3 separate regions of the Mus musculus genome follow, and regions 2 and 3 are each linked to region 1. Evidence: chromatin contacts called from public Micro-C and promoter capture Hi-C data. All regions are on one chromosome and are shown on one strand. Each heading gives the region's core, a stretch centred on a gene start, on an enhancer-like site or on the middle of the called end of the contact. The rest is flanking DNA. Distances are from core to core; before and after follow the strand shown.

Region 1 (4,268 bases), core at 1,266-3,765:
GGAGATTCTATGTCTCCCACCTTTTAGGACATCAGACACACACAATCCTGAGAAACTACACTTGACATTGCACTCTGTACACACACACACACACACACACACACACACACACACACAAAAGGGAGGAGAGTAGAATTTTCATGCCATGCACCAGGGCCAGGTCTTATATAAGCCCTACAGTGGTGCATACCTGTGATCCCAGCTAGGAAGAGACAGAAGCAGGAAGATATATATGAGTTTGAGGCCAGCCTGGTCTACATATGAGGCCCTTTTTAAAGGGGGAGGGGGAGGAAAGGGAAGGAAAGGGTTTTGGCTACGGGACACTCAGTTCTGGAGCTCGTCAGCCTGCATGTGAGCTATGCAGCTTCTTTGCTGGCTGACTATGGGCAAAGAACACACGTGCTCTGTGGCAAAGTCTCTGTCTGCAAGAAAGCAAAAATGAATCATTTCAGAGCTCGAGATGATGTGACATGACAGCAGACTGCAGACGTGTAATCCCTATATCTAGGACAGGGGTAAAAAGATCTCAATTTAGAAGCCAGCCTGGGCTACCAAGACATGGTGTGTCTCAAAAAGAAAGGGCTAGAGATGGCTCAGCACTTGCTGCTCTTCCGGGGGTTCCAGGTTCAATATCCAGCACCTACATAGTGGCTAACAACTATCTCCAACTTTAGTTCTAGGGATCCTGACACTTTTTTCTGAACTCTGCAGACATACATGCAGACAAAACATCTGCACACGGAAATAATTGTTGTTTTGGTTTGGTTTTGTTTTTTTGAGACAGGGTTTCTTTGTGTAGCCATGGCTATAGCCCTGGCTGTCCTTGGCACTCACTTTGTAGACCAGGCTGCCCTCGAACTCAGAAATCCACCTGTTTCTGCCTCCCAAGTGCTAGGATTAAAGGTGTGCGCCACCACACCCGGTGAAATAATTTTTAATTAAAAAAAAAAAAAGCAACAAGGGGTAAGGCTCAATGGCAGCTGCTGGCCTAGCACACTGACTGGGCTTGGCTTCACCCCCAGTACCATATCAAGGAAGTGTGGTGGTTTATACACATGTTCCCAGCACTCCGCAGGCATTAGCAGGTATGTCTCAGGAAGTTTAAGGCCAGCCTGGTCTACAGAGGAAGTTCCAGGACAGCCAGGACTACACAGAGAAAGCCTGTCTAGGAAAAACAAAATAAAAATAAAAACAAGAAATGTGTCTACAGAGCAAGCTGGAGGGCAACCTGGGATACATGAGACTCTAAAAAAGATAAGTTTAGGGCTAGAGAGATGGCTCAGCGGGTAAGAGCACTGACTGCCCTTCCGAAGGTCCTGAGTTCAAATCCTAGCCACCACATGGTAGCTCACAACCATCCGTAATGAGATCTAACACCCTCTTCTGGAGTGTCTAAAGACAGCTACAGCGTACTTACATATAATAATAAATCTTAAAAAAAAAAAAAGAAAACAAGTTCAGGGCTGGAAAGATGACTCAATAGTTTAGACTGCATATTGCTTTCTGAGAACCTGAATTTGGTTTCCCGGCTCACATGTGGCGCCCTCTTCTGGACCCTTTAGGCACCTACACATACATGCACATACCCAACACATACACAAAAGTAAAAAAATAAGTCTTAAAAAAAAAGAAAATCTCTACTTCCCAATAATTGGAAGAGTTCCTGGGTGACATCAAGGACAGAAGCATTCAGTCATATCAGGCAGTGACAGGCAGGACAGTGGATTTAACGTCTAGATCTGGCATCACCGATGTCTGAGGAATGAGGAATAAGGATTGAGATATTCTGATGTGTCTTCCCCAGTACGCGTGCTTACACACACACACACACACACACACACACAGTCTCCAGCCCCAATCCACCTCTGTCTCTTTGGGTTCTGGGGGCAGCCCAGGTCCACAGGCTGACCAGCCTCCCCAATCACCTCCGGAAGTGAGACAGCATATTCGTCCCAGGGACCAGAACGGGAAGGGCGGCCATTTGGCCAGGCTGGTTTCCTGTGGGGTTTCCCCTACAAAGAGCCCAAGGCTGCAGCCAAGGCCACTCCCATCCTCACACACACCAGAGGTCTGTGTCTGGCGTGGAGGGGGCATTACCACGCAGGTGTCCAGGAGCTGGGACACCCTGTACTGACTCTTAGTCTCACAGGGAGACTCAAAGGGACAGAAGTCCTGGAGCTGGAGGGCTTGAGAAACAGGGCGGGGGGCCTTGGGCTGTGGTATCCCAGTCAGTTAAATTAGCACACACAGCCTTCAAGCCCTCGGCATCCCTGGAGGACCCACAGTGAACCCCAAGAAAGAACCAGGGCAGAGGCCCTCCGGTCGTCCCCAACCCTGATCCTCAAATACTTTCCACTCTCGCGAAGCAGCGAGGATCGGAAAATACCAAGGGCTGCAGTCTCCGCCCAGCTCCGCCCCCGCCCCAGCCACCAGCGCTCGCTAATGGCCCACTCTTCCCAGGAGCTGGGCGGCTGGGTTGGGGCCAACCCGACCTGCGGCACAGATGCCTGCCCTCCACGTCCGTCCCCACGCAGGAACCAGACAACCCGCCCGGGTTGGGGGGCAGGGCATAGGCAAGTGGGTGGGCCTAGTGCCTAGCCGCGAGTGGAGGGGGCGCAGGAAGGGGTGAGGGAGGGCTGAATCACTTGGTATAAATAGGCAAAGACGACAGCCACGTCCCACCCTCGCTGCCCGCCAGCCACACAGTCCAACAACCAGATCCCCCACTCTATTCCTTAACATTCTGTTTGCGGTGCTGGGTTCCCCTCAAGCCAATCAGTGCTCCCAGGGTGAAGTTCATCCCAGGTCCTGGCCTGGCCTGGGACTGGAGATAGGAGCGCTGACCTCCATCACCCACTGTCTTCTGGAAGGCTTGGCTCACTCCCTTAACTCCGCAAAACTTCCAGGAACCAGCCAGGCATTGTGAGGCGTCTCTGTCAGTCTACCATTCAGGAGGCTGAGCCAGGAGGACTGCCATGTGTTCAAGACCGCGGTAGGCTATGAAATGAGACTGTGTCTCGACCCCCAAAGTTGACTGTGGGTAGAGAGTGCTTGGCTATTTTGCTGGAAGCATGGAGTCAGCAGGTCCCATCTTAAAGCAGAAACCCTTCATCATGGTGCACACAAGTAAGCCTAGCATTCAGGAGGTGGAGGCCTAAGGACCAGTTCAAGGACATCCTGGACTACTTATCCAGTTCCAGGCCAGCATGGACTACATTACATTAGATCATGCCTCAAAAACTTTTATTAATAGATCGATAATTATTATTATTCCCAGGCCCAAAGCTTAGGGTTCCAGAGCCCCAAATGTACACAGGAGACAAAAGGGAGGTATCACCGGGCATCCCAGATTTGCTCCCCCGAGTCCCTCAAGGCCCATGTGCCCATCCTGCCACCCAGCCCTGCTCTGCCCAGGGCCACAGCTCAGTAGCCACACCCAGGGTGGCGCCAGTTCTAGCTCCAGCAGCCTGAGGCAAGGCGCCGCTCGAGTGTGACTCAGCCATGCCCGGCATGATGCTGTCCTTCCCTACCCAAGAATTCTCACGCCCACGCCACCACCCTCAATCCTTCCCCATGGCCAGCTAGGAAGACACACCTCCATGTCCACTGAGGACATTCAACACAGGATATGAGGAGACCTCAGCACCCTATGGGAGACTAGAGAGTGTGCTCTGTTCCACTGCATCTCCAAAAGTTCCCATTCACAGATGGAAAAACTGAGGCGGCAGAGACAATCCCAGGAATGTCTACACTCTCTCCATAAAGACAAGGCCGCCTGAGCTGGAGTTGGTGGCCCATGCCCATAACCCTAGCACTTGAGAGTTGCAGGAAAGAGAATGCGGAGCTCAAGTCCGCCGTTAGTTTCATGGCAAGTTTGAGGCTAGCCCAGACTACAAGAAACCCTGTCTCTGTCAACTAAACAGGAGACAAAGATGTAGCTCAAAGAGTGGAGTGCTCGCCTGGCATGCCCAGGGCCGGAGTTCAATCACCAGGACTGTGGAAGCCAGGGATGGTGCAGTACTCAGGTGCGGAGACAGGAGGATCAGAAATTTGAGGCTAGCCTGGGTTACAACAGACTCAGAAAACAAAAGTAACTAGCCCGATGCTGCTATGGGAACAGGGTAGGTATGGTGCTGTATCTTGTCATGCCAGCACTCAGGAAGCTGAGGCAGGAGTGTCACAGCGAGTCCTATGCCAACCTCAGCCACATCAGCTCTAAGTTGGCCTGTGCTCCACTGAACCCCTCCTGGTCTCACACAGGCCTGTTG
Region 2 (4,268 bases), core at 566-3,065, 710 kb before region 1:
GGTCAGGTCCCTCTTCAGGTCACACCTGCAGCCCTAACACTCAGAAGCTGGAACAAGAGGCTCTCAGATGGAGTCTAGCCTGGAATGTACAGAGAGGTCTTACACAAACACATAGGCTGGGCATGGAGACTCGAGCCTTTAAAGTCTGCGCTGAGACAGTAGAGGCAGATGGCTCTCTGAGAGTTCCAGACCAGCCAGGGATACACAGTGAGGGCCTGCCTCCCCACACCCCTAAAGGGAATCCTTACCAAACAATTATGTGTTATTTCACAACCCACTAAGGGAACCCTTAATATCCTAATTTTTCAGGTGAGCAAACAGGCTCAGGTTGTATTGTATATTACACATCCAGAAACCAACATTTGAACCTAGGTCTTGGCTGACTTCAAGCTTCCATCTCCGCCCCCACAGTGCTGAGGTCACAGATATGTATCACCCGCCCAACCCGTCTGCTGGCTGTTTACTGCTCATAGTTATTATTGTAATATGACTCCCAAAGACATCTGGGCTCTAAATGTGTTGCCCGCAGGCCTAGGGATACTAGGGACCCCCTTCTACAACGAAAGTGCCCTCCCCCCACCCCTCAACATCAAGGCTTACCATCTCCAAATTTTCCAAATTTGGCAAAGCTCTGGAAGGTGGCCCCAGCTTGGGAAGTGAGTATTACACTGCTATTCCAGGGCTCATGGAGGACATGTTGGTTCTTGATCACCGTCTCTAGGTCAGGTAATTTCTGAGCGAAGAAGCCTTCCAGCTTGTGGTCATAGACAAGGGGATAGGTGTAGGTTAGCTGCTTGCCTAGAAGACAAGGCGAGGGAGCCGTGTGAGACTGGTTCCTCAGAGGAGTTTGAGGCTTGGCTTCTCAGTGATTCAACTCACCAATCCTTGCAAACTGAGTGAACGGGAGGGACACACAGAGTAGGGTCTGGCCGAAGGTTTGAGCATTAGGAGGCCAGGTGTATGCACCAGAGGACGCAGGGGGTGGGAAGCGAGGCACACTGTGGACCAGCCAGAAGCCCCCTTCTTGGTCCAGGAGCAGGACACCTGAACCAGAAGGAAGAGGTCAAGCTAGCTCACCTGCAAGCAGGTACGGGGCCTCAGATGGCTGGGGTCTTAGAGCGGGAAACGGAGGCCAGTGACAGGGCAAATCCCCACCCTTCATCAGGCCAAAGGTTAGTAAGGGTAAAATTTACAATTCAGGGAGGCTCCACGACCACCAGTCCAAGCCTCTCACCCTTCGTATGCCCATGGCCGGTAGAGTCCCGAGCTGAGCTGGATTTAGGAGGTTGGTCGTTGTAGAGTAGAAAGGCCAGCTAGGAGAATGCACAGAGGCTATGTAACTACCCTCCCTTCCCCGCGAGACCCACCACAGTGTCCCGGCCCGGGTTCCGACGGCACTCAAGTCACCTGGCTGGAGTTCTTTCGGTACAATGGCTGCAAGCTGCGGCCCACGGCTCCCTCCGAGCTGTTGATGTACCCTACACCGTCTTGCCAACCGTCGGAGTTCTGGTCCATGTATTTATACGTCAGTCCCTTTGGAGTATCCCTAGACCCGCTGTGAGCCGGCAGCTTGTATACCACGAACCTGGAGGTCCGTGAAGACATGAGGTTGGGGGAGAGAAGGAATCTGAGGTTTTTTGGATTCCCGCGCCGGTCCCCAGGCAGTGTGCGGGGGACAGTCCCGCGACTACTTACTCACCAATCCACAGGCTGCCCGGAGTCCCCATAGCAGCTCAGGGCTTCGGCAGGGACCCACAGCAGCGCAGCCAGCAGCAGCGATCTCAGTGTTGCCATGAGGCGACAGCAATGGACTCTAAAAGACCCGGGGACAGCCGGGTCACGAGATTCAGATGAACTTCCCCTAAAAACCGAAGAGATCTGTGTCCCGGCTTCGCGAGGGTGGAGACGAAGCCCGCCAGGCCCAATACGGAGGCGGGGCTTCCTATGAAGTTGTCCCACAAGCGGACCCCGCCTCCTCCAATGTCCTCCCCGCCCCGTCCTCCCGCTTCTGGCCGACTCAGCTCCGGATAGGCTTCATCCGTGGACACGCCTCTCCCTTGGGCATTGGCTGTCACGTGACTTCTAAGGCGCTCCAAGTTCTGGGGCTTTTTTGTTTTGTTTTTTATTCAGGTTCTGAATTAGGAACAAATCTGTCTTTCTATTTCTTTTCCATTACTGCTCTACAACTCTTTTAACTTTTTGGATGGTCTTGCCTACATGTATGTTTGTGCATCACTTGTGTGCCTGGACCGGTCCAATTCTTTCCTTTCCCCCGTTCTGTTTTTTTAGACAGGATCTCATTATGTGCCCCTGGCTGGCCTGGAACTCCCTGATATCTGCCTGCCCCGGCCTCTGCTTCTGGAAGGCTTTTTAAAAGCATGCAGCAATTTGTTTTTAAAGATTTATTTATTTATTATATGTAAGTACACTGTAGTTGTCTTCAGATACACCAGAAGAGGGCATCAGATCTCATTACGGGTGGTTGTGAGCCACCATGTGGTTGCTGGGATTTGAACTTCAGACCTTCGGAAGAGCAGTCGGGTGCTCTTACCCACTGAGCCATCTCACCAGCCCGCATGCAGCAATTTTAAAGAATGCAGCAATTTTAAAGCTTGCAACAATGCAACAATTTTTCCTGGTCCCCTCCCCCCCCTTCTCTGACCTCTTAACACTGTGGCTTACCCTTGAACTCCTGATCTTCCTGTCTTTACCGTCCAAGTGTTCAAATCACAGGGGTGCTCATGCACGTCGTACGTACGTGTAAATGCACGAGCACATGGCACAGCATGCAAGTGGAGGACAGGACAGTGTGTGGGAGCTTCTCCTTTCACCAGATGGGATTTGGAGGTCAAACTCAGGGCAGCGAGCTTGAGAGCAAGCACCCTTAAAGGCTGAGTCATCTTATCGGCCCTTCTCTTTTTTTTAAGACAGGATCTCATTGTAGCTCAGGTTAGCCTGGAACTCTCAACTTTTGCTCAGCTTCCTGAAGGATGCTGGGATTATAAATATGAGCCAGTCTCCAGCTTTTACCTTTTTTTAAATGTGTATCTGTGTGTGTGTGCCTATGCCAGTTTGCATGTATCAGATGTAGGCTGTGCAGACACCCATAAGTGTTAGATCCCAGGAGTTGGAGTTACAGGTGCTGGGACCTGAATGCCATGTGCTCGTGCATTTACACGTACGTACGACGTGCATGAGCACCCCTGTGATTTGAACACTTGGACGGTAAAGACAGGAAGATCAGGAGTTCAAGGGTAAGCCACAGTGTTAATAGGTAAGCACTATGCGGGTGCTGGGACCTGAAGTCAGGGCCTCTGCAAAAGGTGCTTATAACCACTGAACCATCTCTCCAGCCACCACCACACCTTCCCTCCTGCTTTTGTTTTTTTTAGCAAGCTCTCACTCTGTGGCCCGGGCTAACCTATAACTTACCATTCTCCAGTCCCAGCATCACACGTGCTGGGATTCCCAGTGAATGGGCCACCCCAGCTGGGTCACCCTTGCTAACTTAATCACATTGTTTTCTGCACCCTCTCCCTGTCCGGTCTGCAAGTTTTCTAGCTCTGCTCATGATGCTGACTGAGGAATCACTTAGATTGTGAAAAGTCAGGACTATTGCATTTGCTGATCACTCTACCACAGATTTGACTATGTGGCTGGGGCCTTGACACCTGATCCTCCTGTTCCTACCTCCTAAAGTTTGGAATTACTGGCCTGAACCACCATAGCCCTGGCTGGTTTTGAATGCTACATAAACCAGGCTGAACCCAGCTGAAGAAATTCACCTGCCTCCGGAATGCTGGGACTAAAGGCCTGTACCACCTTTCATAGTTGTTGTGGTTGTTGTGGTTGTTGAAAACAAGGTCTCTCTGTGTAGACCTGGCACCTGGAAGTCCTGAAACTATTCCGTAGACCAGGGTAGCCTCAGACTCAGAGATCAGCCTGCCTCTGCCTCCTGAATGCTGGAATTAAAGGTGTACACCACCACTCAACTTTTTTCTACTTTTTTTTTTCTTTTTGAAACAGGATTTCTCTGTGTAGCCCTGGCTGTCCTGGAACTCACTCTGTAGACCAGGCTGGCCTCAAACTCAGAAATCGGCCTGCCTTTGCCTCCCAAGTGCAGAGGATGCTGGAATTAAAAACGTGTACCACCACTGCACAGCTTTTTTCCTACCTTTTTAAAAGACAAAGTCGGGCTGGTGAGATGGCTCAGTGGGTAAGAGCACCCGACTGCTCTTCTGAAGGTCTGAAGTTCAAATCCCAGCAAC
Region 3 (4,268 bases), core at 502-3,001, 540 kb before region 1:
AGAGACACTGTCCCACAGCCTTCCTTCCTCTCACACTAAAGGGAGCAGGACGATGCCAGTGCCAGGGGCATCCACCTTAGAGTTCAGACAGCTACCAGCCCCGGGGAAATGGGGAGCAGAGAGACAGGGGGACCTGGCCCCAAGAGTGCCCTAAGTTGGGCCAGCAGGAACCTATCACTGTCAGAGCCTGGGGTGTGTGTGTGTGTGTGTGTGTGTGTGTGTGTGTGTGTGTGAATCAGAAGAGGTAATGTGGGCACAGTGTAGGGGTCGATCCCTCCCTACTCCCCCAAAGGGGTGCTGCCCCCACCTCTGCTGTTCGGTCCATCCACTCCCTGGACACCTCCTAAAACAAAGGCCTCTTTGTGGTCCTGGCCCACTGGCCAGCTGCCAACTGCATTCTTTGCGTGTTTCCTGAGCAAGGCTCCTGGCTCAGTGGTCGGCTCCTCCCCCACCCTGCCTGAGGCCCCCAGCTTGACTCTTGGTGGTTTCTCAAAGTCGCTTCTCCTCGACACCCCCCCCCCAAGTTGCCATCTTCCCTATGGGTGGGTCCAACTGTCCTGAGAAGGGAGACCCCCAAGGAAGGAGCCAGCCAAAGTGCTGAGCAGGCTGGGCTGTGCTCCGATCTTTCTTAGTAGGAGCTAAGCATCCCTATCTGTATGACTAGGGCCAGCACCCCGCCACACACACACACACACACACACACACACACACACACACACACACACACACACGCTAGCCAGTCGGGTTCAGTATGGTCAGTATTGAGAGTACCTCACTCTGGCTGCCCTTTGGTTGGACTGTGGACTCAGGACCTGGGCAGGGCCTCCAGAGCCTCTGATGGTATATTTCCCTGCAGCTTCAAGGCCTGTTTCTGTTGCTGAGGCTGGCACCCGGTGGGGGGGTGATTCTTTCCCTCAGGGATAGGGCTACATCCGCCTGCCCCATCTCTGTCTCTGCACGTGTGTTCCCCTGCTGGCACCTATCCTATCCTACTTGGTAACAGCATGGCAGCCTCCTTGGGTAGGCTGTGTGTGTGTGTGCGCGCGCGTGTGTAGGGGGGTAGCCTAACTTTGGAAGTAGAACGCATTGGAATATAGGCAGATGCACACTCTTCAGTCACCAGTCACTGTGGTACATGGTCACGACAGATACTGTCCTAATGAAGTCCTAGATCTCTCTCTGCCCTGGGTCTCCTCCTCCCTTGTTAAAAAATGTTCATAATTTGGAAAGAAAGGGAACTTTTTACAAGCTGGCGGATCTAGAGAACTTTCCATCAGTTTTTTCTGGCCTCGTGATGGGTGGGGCCCTTTTTTCCTTCCCTGTTCTCTCCTGCTCTTCTCATAATCTCCCCTCCCCCTCCCTTCAGAGCGCGAGCGTGCACGTGCGCGCACACACACACACACACACACCCCTACCCCTACTTACCTACCTACCTTAAGGAGACCTCTAACAACCACCGTTCCAGAAAAGCTATTGGGGGTTGAGGACCTGTCTGTATCCTCCTGGGCCAGATCCAGGCTCGCCACCCCTCCCCCAGAGGCTGTTCCACTGCAGGCCTAGAATCTCCCAAGCTTTACAGAGCCTGTGCCAAGTAAGACCCAGGCCCAAAGTCTGCTCACCCTCCCCTGAGAGCCTGCCGTACTCCTGCTGGGCGGGGGTCCCCTGGGTCCAACACTGCCAGGGAGGGAGCGAGTGCTGAGCTCACTGCCTCGGCATCTGCCCTCCCCCCCACCTCTGGTGTGAGGGCCAGCCGTACTCCCGCCAGCGCCTCGCTCCCTAATAGCTTTTTAAGTCCAACCACATGTGTCTGAGGAGCAGAGCGGTGCCGCCCCTCCTGCCTCAGCGCTCCCCCTGGCTCCGTGAGACCACCCTCCACTTACAGCGCCTGGGGCCGGGAAAGGGATCTGGCTCCCAGGCCCACCTGAACAAGACAGGCTGGTGCCCGGCCTGAGAGTAACTCCGGAGGGTCACGTGAGGGCAGTGTTCTGATCCCGGGTCCGGGGTCCCTTTCCCCCTGAGCTGCCTGAGATCTTGTTTATGTGTATGCCTCAGTGCTAGGGCCTTGTGCCAGCGCTGCTCTCCTTGAACCTAGCCCCACTGGGGTGACCCCACAGTCGCCTCTCTGACTCAGTACACGTGCGGTTCCCTGTGCGTGTGAGTGGTCTATCGGGAGGCCTGTGGGGTGCGGTTTCGCAGAAGGGGAGTAAGGGCTGGGAACAGACCAAGCGAGCAGGCCTGGGGTCCTAATGAGAAAATTGCTTCCAGCCAGCGAGCCCTGCTCTGCGGCTGAAATTGCATCCAGCCCCAGCCAGCTTGAGCTAAAGAAGACCCCGCCCTTTGGCAAGGGTTTGGAGCAGCCTGTGTACAGCTCATTCTGCCTACCCTTGCCCCATGCACCTAAACGGAGGCACCTTAGTCCCCAGTTGCTTGGGCAGGGCTAGATTCTGGACCCAACCATCCTCATCTCAGGAGGTAGAGGAGTTCTGAGAGCTCCTCCCCGCTGCCACACAGGTCTGCTGCAGTTATAGACCCACTGTGTGCAGAGGGCTCAGAGCAAGGCCACCTGCCAAGTGGCGTTTGGCTTACAGAGAAAGGCTCTCTAAGGAGCCTTGGTTCTCCATCAGCCCAGGTACAAATCTGCCTGTGTGGCATCCTGTCTTCCAGGCTGCCTCATTTGGAACTCAGCCTCCTTGGGAGCTCAAAGCAGGACCCTTCTGCACTTCCAGAGCTCAGTACCCTAGCCCTAGGCAGGACAACCCAGTGGGTGAAAGGCTGATTTAGCTTGCTTGCTTTTCTCTTCCTTCCCTCACGCAGTTCTGGTCTCTGAACAGAACTAGCTGCAGAATTTGTGGGACTCAAAGCAAAATGAAAACGCTGGGCCTCTTGTTCAAGTTAAAGATGTCAAGATAGTGATGTCAGAAACCAAGGCCACAAAAGCAGCTCGTGGCAGCTCAGTTTCCGAGGAGAGTTGGTACCGCACATAGACTGCTGGCTTGGAACACTGGCTCTTCCTGATTGGACCAGAAGGTCCCTTACCGGTGATGAGGGAGACTTGTGGACTCTGGGGCCTACAGGTGGGAATCTCTTCCTGCCTTCAGGCTTTGTCATCTGCTGATGCAGCCTCCCACCCCAATGTTTGGCTATCCTGCTTGATGGCTTTTAGAGGTGTGGCTGGAGAGGAGGAGGAGAACCAGCTACATACTCCATGCTGTCAGGGGAAGACTGCCCTGGTCGCTCTGGAGAAGCAGAGATGGAGAATCACAGCCCTGGGCCTGGGTAGCCCTAAGTGGAACCTGTTGGGCCAAAGGTGGTTCAGGTTGTCCTGTCCCTCTGGGTGGAGCCCTCCCTGTAGCCACAAGTTCCAAAAACTGTGGAGGAGAAGGGAGCTAGCAGGAGTGCTCAAGGAAGAAGGCAGGAGGAAGGAAGCAACCCCATTGTCATCCCTAAATTACTGGCTGGGATGGCAGGGGAGGAGGCGGAAAGCCGACATTGTTTACTTAATTAAAAGTAAACAACAATTTGCCGCTGCCAGCCTCCCATTAGCTGTGTGTGGAGCCCTAGAGCAAAACGGAGACTGACTTTAGGCTTTCGCTCCCACCAAGCTGACATCCCCAGCCTTGGCTTTTCCCTGATAAAGCCCTTCCCGCCTAGATCCCTTTCCACTCAGGCTCAGGAGGGAAGATGAACCAAAAACTTTCAGGAGTATCCCACAGGATGTGGGTCAGAATATATGTATTGAGACACCACTGTTTCAGGATGCGGTGGGGGCTCTAGTCTGCTCCTGTAGACTGCTCCCTGCTAGATATCAGTCAGGCCAGGTTGTGTCAGCTAGGGTGAAGCAGAGGCTTTTCCTCCCAGCCAGATGTTGTTCCCTGAGAAAAGGGCGGAGTCTCATGACCTAAGGGCCTAGTCCATACTACCTGGAGGCCAGGGCCTTCTCTACCCACCTCCCACATTTCCCTTTTAGCAGCTTATAAGCTTCCATCTTTTTGGCTCTGCTCCCAGAAGGGGCTGCTCAGGGCTCCCGGAGGGCTAAGGAGAAAGTCAGGCTTCTTGGGGGCTGTAAGAGAGGGGCTGCTGGACACATGCCCTCTCCTCCAGGTCAAGAGAGCTTCATGTAACACACACACACACACACACACACACACACACACACACACACACACACTGGGGAACTCCTTTAAATAGGGATGGTGAGTGTAAAAGGTTGTGGGGCACTTCTGCTGGCCTCTGGGGCCTTGGCAGACCATCTTTTCAAGGTCTGTCTC

The links. Promoter capture Hi-C pulls out the DNA fragments that hold promoters and counts their contacts. A called contact is a pair of places that touch in the nucleus more often than the background predicts.
Region 2: a contact with region 1 is called in a Micro-C map of embryonic stem cells, with 2.8 times the contacts expected there. The contact joins the promoter of Dnase2a here to the enhancer-like site in region 1. A contact is called at or near these places in 3 of 39 promoter capture datasets (the HPC-7 cell line, cranial neural crest and liver), 3 of 484 Hi-C or Micro-C datasets (all in embryonic stem cells) and 2 of 115 datasets of contacts at active chromatin or transcription factors (bone marrow-derived dendritic cells and embryonic forebrain).
Region 3: a contact with region 1 is called in a promoter capture Hi-C map of cranial neural crest. The contact joins two enhancer-like sites. A contact is called at or near these places in 1 of 39 promoter capture datasets (cranial neural crest), 1 of 484 Hi-C or Micro-C datasets (myocytes) and 2 of 115 datasets of contacts at active chromatin or transcription factors (extraembryonic endoderm stem cells and pancreatic cancer cells).

The regions. Positions count from the first base shown.
Region 1 is chr8:84,201,903-84,206,170 of GRCm38.p6, reverse strand. No RefSeq gene overlaps it. Among named protein-coding and RNA genes, the nearest start is that of Mir23a, 4.5 kb to the left of the region's middle. Within about 2 kb of position 2,515, at least 381 of the 459 cell types and tissues checked have an H3K27ac peak or open chromatin away from gene starts, as enhancers often do. A contact at or near this core is called in the HPC-7 cell line, bone marrow-derived dendritic cells, embryonic forebrain and 4 more, where this site is marked.
Region 2 is chr8:84,906,302-84,910,569 of GRCm38.p6, reverse strand. It overlaps Dnase2a (deoxyribonuclease II alpha), which reads right to left and starts at 1,815. Exons shown (of 6, transcript NM_010062.4): 1 at 1,700-1,815; 2 at 1,408-1,585; 3 at 1,235-1,313; 4 at 880-1,044; 5 at 601-798. The coding sequence starts at 1,794.
Region 3 is chr8:84,740,309-84,744,576 of GRCm38.p6, reverse strand. All of the region lies in intron 2 of Nfix (nuclear factor I/X), which reads left to right. Among named protein-coding and RNA genes, the nearest start is that of G430095P16Rik, 19 kb to the right of the region's middle. RefSeq lists an enhancer at 1-2,716. Within about 2 kb of position 1,751, at least 132 of the 459 cell types and tissues checked have an H3K27ac peak or open chromatin away from gene starts, as enhancers often do. A contact at or near this core is called in myocytes and pancreatic cancer cells, where this site is marked.